Regions from separate parts of the Mus musculus genome. Here region 1 is linked to region 2. A link is a contact called in public promoter capture Hi-C data. All regions are on one chromosome and are shown on one strand. Each heading gives the region's core, a stretch centred on a gene start, on an enhancer-like site or on the middle of the called end of the contact. The rest is flanking DNA. Distances are from core to core; before and after follow the strand shown. Region 1 holds the start of Nanog (Nanog homeobox). Region 2 holds the start of 1700063H04Rik (RIKEN cDNA 1700063H04 gene).

Region 1 (4,027 bases), core at 938-3,437, 320 kb before region 2:
TGAACTAATATTTATGAACAAAAAATGTCATGACGAAATCCATTATACTGAATGTTATCTAAGGAAATTTCCAGGGTTAAATCACTTGTTGTTAGGAATGCACAGTCCTGAGTTTAGACACCCCCCACCCCCAATTTTTTTTTAAAGGTATATTTTAAAATGATCCCACTGGGGCTGGTGAGATGGCTCAGTGGGTAAGAGCATCCAACGGCTCAGTGGGTAAGAGCACCCAACTGCTCTTCCGAAGGTCTGGAGTTCAAATCCCAGCAACCATATGGTGGCTCACAACCATCTGTAACAAGATCTGACGCCCTCTTCTGGAGTGTCTGAAGACAACTACAGTGTACTTACATATAATAAATAAATCTTTAAAAAAATAAATAAATAAAAATATCCCACCATCTTTTCTGCTAGTACAAGAGCAGCCAGTCAGAGGGTCCAGTTAATTATTAATTACTAGAGTAAAATTTCGGTTAACCAAATTCGTTTCTCTTATCCTTGACCCTCTAGCTCTTCGGTTAGCTTTTTTGTTTTTTTCCAGGGCCTTCAGCAAGAGACAAGTGCTCCTCCACCAAGCTTTGCCCCAACATTTCCTAGATCCAGCAGCAGGTAGAAGACACCTCCTACACTGAAGACATCTGTGCTCCACGCTGATGGCAATGCTGAGGTTAGCCTGCAGTCTAGCAAATAAGTAGACAGCCCTGAAAGCAGCTTCTAAATGGAAAATTATGCCATCTGCTGGCACTAGGGGCACGCACTACAAACACACATGCTCTACACACATGCTCTAAAAACACACATCACTTACAAAGGCTATCCCCACCCGTTCATTCCTAACCCAGCACTTTTCCCACCTCCAAAATCAAAAATTGAGGGAGGCAGAGGCAGAGGCAGGCGGATTTCTGAGTTTGAGGCCAGCCTGGTCTACAAAGTGAGTTCCAGGACAGCCAGGGCTACACAGAGAAACCCTGTCTCGAAAAAACAAAAAAAAACAAACAAAAAAAAAATCAAAAATTGAACCCATAAATCAGAAAAATCAAGATGACAGACATTAACTTAAAAGCTCAGAAAAAAGGGGACACACACTTCCTAGCGCTCCACACACCCAAGCACCGCTGCACACACCCGAGCATCACTGCACACACCCGAGCATCGCTGCACACACCCGAGCATCACAACACGCACCTGAGCACCGTGGCACACACAGCCTAGCAGCCTCTTGGTTCTACCATTTACAAGCCTGAGTACTGGGCTGACTCTGTACAGACAATGAGCTTCAGACCTTGGCTCCAGATGCTAGCTATAAGAATGAATGACTTAAACTGTGTACACTTGTTTGGGGTTTGGAAGGAGCACTGAGCTCACAAACCCAGAACTGCTAAGTGACATCCATATTCCCAAAGGTTGAGAGAAATGCTAACTGCTTCTGCTGGAGAAAACGGCCATTTGGGCAAATTGCAAACTAACTGTATAACCTCACCAAAAAAATGGGGTGCTCATTCCAAGCTAGGATGTTAGGTCTCCCTGCTACTGAAGACACCACTCACTGCCCCCGAACATATTCCAAAGAGCCCAAATATTTAGGTTCTCAAATACACACAAGAGCCTTATATTGCTCCGTCCTGTGTCCCGGATCTCTATTTCAGACTAGAAGGCCAACGTATCACCGGTCAAACTCAGAGGGGTTTCCAGAAGAGTGATAAGGACACCCGCTTATGTTAATGACTACTACGGTTCATAAAGAAGCAATAACCCTTCAGCCCGTTTTTTCTACTCTTACCCTAATTTACTGGGTTCTTCGGGGACTGAATTCCTTACCAGCCTCTGTGCAGAGCATCTCAGTAGCAGACCCTTGTAAGCAAGAATAGTTCTCGGGATGAAAAACTGCAGGCATTGATGAGGCGTTCCCAGAATTCGATGCTTCCTCAGAACTAGGCAAACTGTGGGGACCAGGAAGACCCACACTCATGTCAGTGTGATGGCGAGGGAAGGGATTTCTGAAAAGGTTTTAGGCAACAACCAAAAAACTCAGTGTCTAGAAGGAAAGATCATAGAAAGAAGAGTTAAATGTCTAATGCAAAATTATCAAGAAGTCAGAAGGAAGTGAGCCGCAGCCTTCCCACAGAAAGAGCAAGACACCAACCAAATCAGCCTATCTGAAGGCCAACGGCTCAAGGCGATAGATTTAAAGGGTAGGTCCTGCTCCTCCCCCCTCAAGCCTCCTACCCTACCCACCCCCTATTCTCCCAGGCACCCAGGCGGCACCCACGCCCCACCAGCCCTGTGAATTCACAGTTAATCCCACCTGCAGGGTCCACCATGGACATTGTAATGCAAAAGAAGCTGTAAGGTGACCCAGACTGGGAGGGAGGGAAAGCTTAGGGGGCATCCTCTGATCTAAAGACATCCCCCCCCCCCAAAAAGAGGCTTTACCTCATTTCACTTTATTCATCTTTTAACCACGGCTGCACCTCCAGACCCTGGCGATCTCTAGTGGGAAGTTTCAGGTCAAGTGGGGGATCTGAGTTTCCTCTTCCATTCTTTCTACAGACATGAAAGAGTCAGACCTTGCTGCCAAAGTCTCTGTTTATACACGGCTTTCCTTTCAGCACTCAGCGTTTCTTGCTTGCTCTTCACATTGGGAAACCTGGGGAAATCTTCCCTCCAAAAGTGCGGCTTTTTAACGCAAGTCTGAAGAAAGAGCCTGTGTCCTGCTTAAGACTCGGGCTACCTTAGTAAGTTGGTCCATGCTTTGGTTTTGAGACAGGTTTTTCTCTGTTGCCTTGAGTAGCTTATACTCAGTATGTAGACCAGGCTTGTCTACCACCATGCCCAATTTAAGGAGTGTTTAAATTAATGTAGAGGCCTTCTGTTTTGTTTTGAGACAAGTTCTCACTGTAAAACCTAGGCTGGCTTCAGACTTACTGCAATCCCAAGTGCCTCAGCCGTCTAAGCAATGGAAGAAGAAATTTATCGTATTTCAAATTTGGTTTTGGTCATTTCTTTGAGATAGAGTTTCACGTACCCGAGACTGGCCTCACAGTCTATTGCTCTAGCTGGTCCCAAACTCCTGATCTTCCTATTTCCACATCCCAAGTTCAAAGTTTGCCGATCAGTCCTTGTGCTCACAGATAAGTGAGTGAAAGCACTCTAACCCAGCTTAAGTCGGCTTCTGTGTATAAGCAGAGAGGGAAGGGCCGTCCTCTCGTAACATCTCCCATGTGAAGACTCTACCACAGTGAGTATTGGTAGGAGTGGTTCTTCCTGGGTTTTATTCTACAAAAGACTAAGCTTGAATGGCTCTTTTTGGTTTGGGGTTTTTTTTGGGGGGGGCGGGGCGGAGCGCGGGGGTTGGTGGTGTTTGTTTGAGTTTTGTTATTATTCTAGGCAGGGTTTCTCTGTGTAGCCCTGGCTGTCCTGGGACTTGCTCTGTAGAACAAGCTGGCTTCCAACTCACAGAGAGCCAACTGCCTCTGCCTCCCATGTGCTGGCATTAAAGGCCTGTATGTGCCACCACTGCCGCCATGGCCACCACAGCCACCATACTACTACTGTCTCCACTGCCACCACTGTCTCCACTGCTACCACTGCACCACACCATCATTGCCACCACTGTGCCATGCCACCAATGCCACCACTGTGCCACAGCACCACTGCCACCATCGTCACCACTGTCTGCCTCTGCTGCCACCCCTGCCACCATTACCACCACTTCCCTTCTTCCACTGCCACCAATGCTACCAATACTACCACTGTCAGCACTGCCACCAAGCCACCATTGTTACCACTGCCTCTGCGGCCACCACGGCTGCCACTACCACCGTTGCTACCACTGTGCCACCATGGCTACCACTGCTGCCCCACTACCATTGCCACTAAAGCCTGCAATGCCTCCACTGCCACCACTGCCACCTCTGAGCCACACCAACCCTGCCACCAATGCCATCACTGCCACTACGACCACCACTGCCTCAACTGCTGCCACACTATCACTGTCTGTCACCACTGCCACCAAGGCCTCCACTGC
Region 2 (3,994 bases), core at 835-3,334:
TGAGCAGAGCAGAGGTGTGTGTAGAATGGCTTGTGTAGGTGAACATGTGGCTCTTGTTTCCGCCATCTCTCTTCTATTTCCGGCCTGGAAGGCTCCTGCTCTCATTGACCTTCACCTCCAGACCGCCCCCGCCCCCTTCCCTCATCATCCACAGCCCATTTCCCAGCAGAGCTGTCACAGCTGACGAAATGCAGTTCTTCATGGAGATGTGCTCTGGCAATCAGGTGAGAGGGGAGTAGAGAAGAGTAAAAAAATGAGTTGGGCCAGAGCAGCGGTGGCGCACGCCTTTGGACCAAGCATTCGAGAGGCAGAGAGAGGCGAGCGGATCTCTGAGTTCGATGCCGCCCTGCTCTACAGAGCAACAGAACAAGGAAGCTTCAGGACGGCCAGGGTTACAAAGAAAAACCCTGTCAAGAAGGGGTGGGGGTGGAGGAAGGAGTTAGGTGAAGAGAAAGATCTCGTGTGTGTTCCGGAGTTGGAGGCAAAGCAAGTTCAGCGCGCAGTGTGGAGAGAGCATCAAAGTCGGTTGTCACACTGTACCTGCCGTTTAGAAAATCTTTGGTGTTTAGATCTATGCTGAAATCTCTTTCTCCACCACCCCCATCGTCCTCCTGGTCTCCCCCCTCCTGCTCCTCCTCCTCTTCCTTCTCCTTCTCTTCACCCCCCTCTCGACACCTCCTGAAGTCATGACAGAGCTAGAGGTGGATAAGATGATTGTGAGTTCAGGACTTTAAAGAATGGTCAAATTCTGAGGACCCAGTGACTAACGCTTGTAGAAAGCATAAACATCTTTATTTTTAATACATTTGTGGCTGAGCTAGCTAGACCTCATTGGGCACATTGACGCATCATTTGTTGGTCTCTATGGTCAGGACATGCACTTGAAAACTTTACTAGATGCCAAAGTCAAGAAGCCAGGAGATGGCAGTTGCTACCCTCCACTCGACAGCACTGCCACTCAGGGAGGTAAGCTGTGGGACCCTGGACCCTGAAAACCAGCTCTGCTCTCAGACCGAGTCTGCCACTTCAGATTGGTTCTGTGTCGTAGATGCAGGACATTTCCAGAATATCTCTCCAGGAAGAGCCTTTGAAGCCTGGATCCCGTATCTGTTCAGTCTCTGATCACAACTCTTTGTCCGTACTTCCCCGGTGGCCTTTCTGACTTCTCCTCTCCGTGGCGGTCCTTTTCTTTGTATGAGTGAGTTCTCTGGTTGGCTCTGAATTTCTTACCAATCTCCCAGATCATAATGGGAGTCTTGTTTTCCTGTATTTTCTTCTTAGCCTCGTCAGCAGATGGCGGTATTGCCCCGAAGGCTGGGTTGGCATCGCTATCGCCATCGCCCGCAGACAGAGGGCTCTCAGAGGACTCCAAGTCTTTCCCAGAGACCTGGCTGTGGGAATTGATTCCAGTAAGTTTCATGTAAGCGATGGGATAGAGTCTGCAGAAAAGTCAGAATCGTTTTTTTTGGAAAATCTCAGTGTCAGGAACTCCTCCCCCAGCCCCACCCCCGGAGAACAAACTACACATCCACGAAGCGCACGCACACTGCATGTTCACCCTAAGTCCACACTGATGCTTAAAAACACTGACTACGTTCCCATTTTTGACAAGCCAAGAGCCACATAATCGTGACACCCCACCAGCCACATAATCGTGACACCCCTTTTCTCGGGTGCGGACGCCTCTACTTTTCCTTTTGCAGATCAGTCCTCTCCAAGGCGCTGCTGCTCCCCCCACACCCAGCAGACCTAACTTAGATTCTTGGGGATCAGGGTGATCCAGGCCACAGTTCCCGGTGCCATCACTGAGCGGAAGGCTGTGACAGTCTACAACCTCCCATTCCAAAGGCTTCGCCTGGGCTGACTGCTTTCTGCCCACTCTTGGTTGACCTGACGCTGCTTTTACTCAGTCATTCGTGGGGAATCCTTACTTCCACCGTCTTCAGTTATCTAAAGGACTGCATCGGGATGAGAATGGGGATACTAGAAGCTGTGCAGCCCTGGAGTCTCGGGCCCACACCACAAGGCTGTCCCTAAATTGGAAGCATACGGGACTTCCCTGGGAGAGGCCATGTTGGCGTCTCAGGCCCCGAGTTTCCCTAGCACTATCTTCTATGCTCACACCACCCTTCTCTCTCCACCCCTGCCCCCTCCCACCTCCCTTCTTTCCTTCCTTCCTTCATATGTAAGTTGAGCACACGGCTTCAAGCCCCCTAACCAAACGCTCTACTTTTTTGTTTGTTGGTTTTAATTTATATTATTCTTGGACAGTTCCATACATGACTACATTTTTATCGTTCCCACCTCCCGTTATCCTTTCTCATCCCATTCCCACCTCCCAGCCTGCTTTTTATTTTGAGATGGAGTCTCCACAAAGCTGCTTCCACTGGCCTTGAACGCACTCTGTAACCCAGCCGGGATTTGGGTTCGAGCTCCTGACCCAGCCTGCTGAGGAGTGTTTACAGGCCCGTGCTGTCATGCTCCACTTTCCAGAACTTTATCTCTTTAATCATTCGGGTTCAGACTCACGTGATCGTGAGTGCCCGTAGACTCATGGCCAGATTATCTGGCCTCCAGCTGCCTGTGCGCTGATGGTGCAAAGACCTGTCAAGCTGGGGAAGCGAGGGCTGATGGGCTGGGAAGCCGGCAGGCTTGGAGACCTCCCTCCATGTTTCCTGCTCCATGTGCTTGCTTCTGCTTTCCTCCCGTTTATTTCCCTCTCTCCTTTCCTTCCGAGGCTATGTGGTAAGTAAATGAGCAAAGACTCAAAAATGATGTCCAAACAAATCCATCCAACCTGGAATATCCTGAGGGTGAAAGGAGAGCTTTTGGTACTTATGACAGGACAAGGACTCACCACAGGACAGGTAACTAGTCTGCTTTAATGTGTTTACCCATTTTTAAAAATATTTTTTATTTATTTATTTTTTTTATATGTAAGTACACTGTAGCTGTCTTCAAACACTCCAGAAGAGAGCATCAGATTTCGTTAAGGATGGTTATAAGCCACCATGTGGTTGCTGGGATTTGAACTCAGGACCTTTAGAAGAGCAGTAGGCGCTCTTAACCACTGAGCCATCTCACCAGTCCTACCCATTTCTTAAAAAATATTTTGTAATAGTATCTTCTAGTCTCCTGTTGTAATTGTTGTCTCTGAGGCTTACTGTGTTAACTTAGGCCTAGTCCTGGAAGCTTCTAGCCTCTGTATAGTCTTATCTAGGCCTAGAATGTTTCCAACCTCTGAGACTTACTGCTGAGTGAGCTCACCCTTTCTTTTTTCTGTGGGAAGCCGTTGCAGAGTGGCAGTTGCAGAGTGGCAGTTGCAGAGTGGCAGTTGGCTACTGCTGGCCACCACACATACATAGGCAGTGAAGGTTCTTTTGCCAAGACAAGTTAACCAATCAGATGTGAGATACACCTCTCCTAGGCCTATGTAAGCAGCGCCAGTTCTGGGCTCAGGGTCTTTCGCCTCTACAATCAAGCTCTCCCAATAAACGTGTGCAGAAGGATCCTGTTGCAGCGTCGTTCTTCCTGGCCAGTCGAGCGCGCGCAAGATTTTTCTTTTTCTTTTTTTTTTTTTTCTGAACTCTATTGAACCAACTGAATTGCTCTGCTTGACCTCAAGCCAACTCTGGCAGTATGTTCTAATCTTCTGGCTTCTTCTTATTCTCTGGCTTGTTCTGTCTTCAGCTGTATCTAGCTTGTTTTCTCTTTAACCTGTTTCTGTAAAACTCCTCTCTCTCCCCCACCCCCTCTCTCTTCTCCTCCCCTCTCTCTCCCCTTTTTCTTTTCTGCACTTCTCTCTTAAGTAGGCTCTCTTTCCTGTCTGTTCTCCTGAGAGTTGGGTGTATCCTATTCTGTCAAATCTTTCTCTGATTTGTCACTTGGTCTGCTATTCAATTAGGCATCACTTTCAAACATGGGCACTGCCTTCCACAAACTAACTTTACCTTCATTGTTTAGGATTAAAGGTGTGTACTAAGGGCATGTCTGA

What was found. Promoter capture Hi-C pulls out the DNA fragments that hold promoters and counts their contacts.
Region 1: a contact with region 2 is called in a promoter capture Hi-C map of embryonic stem cells. The contact joins the promoter of Nanog here to the promoter of 1700063H04Rik in region 2. A contact is called at or near these places in 2 of 39 promoter capture datasets (embryonic stem cells and pre-B cells) and 1 of 115 datasets of contacts at active chromatin or transcription factors (embryonic stem cells).

The regions. Positions count from the first base shown.
Region 1 is chr6:122,705,725-122,709,751 of GRCm38.p6, reverse strand. It overlaps Nanog (Nanog homeobox), which reads right to left and starts at 2,187. Exons shown (of 4, transcript NM_028016.3): 1 at 1,819-2,187. The coding sequence starts at 1,969. RefSeq lists promoters at 2,047-2,237, 2,153-2,379, 2,042-2,447, 2,110-2,491, 1,973-4,027, cis regulatory regions at 2,296-2,303, 2,389-2,394 and an enhancer at 2,314-2,351.
Region 2 is chr6:122,389,469-122,393,462 of GRCm38.p6, reverse strand. 1700063H04Rik (RIKEN cDNA 1700063H04 gene) reads right to left here and starts at 2,084. Exons shown (of 2, transcript NR_152109.1): 1 at 1,932-2,084; 2 at 776-1,439. RefSeq lists an enhancer at 1-858.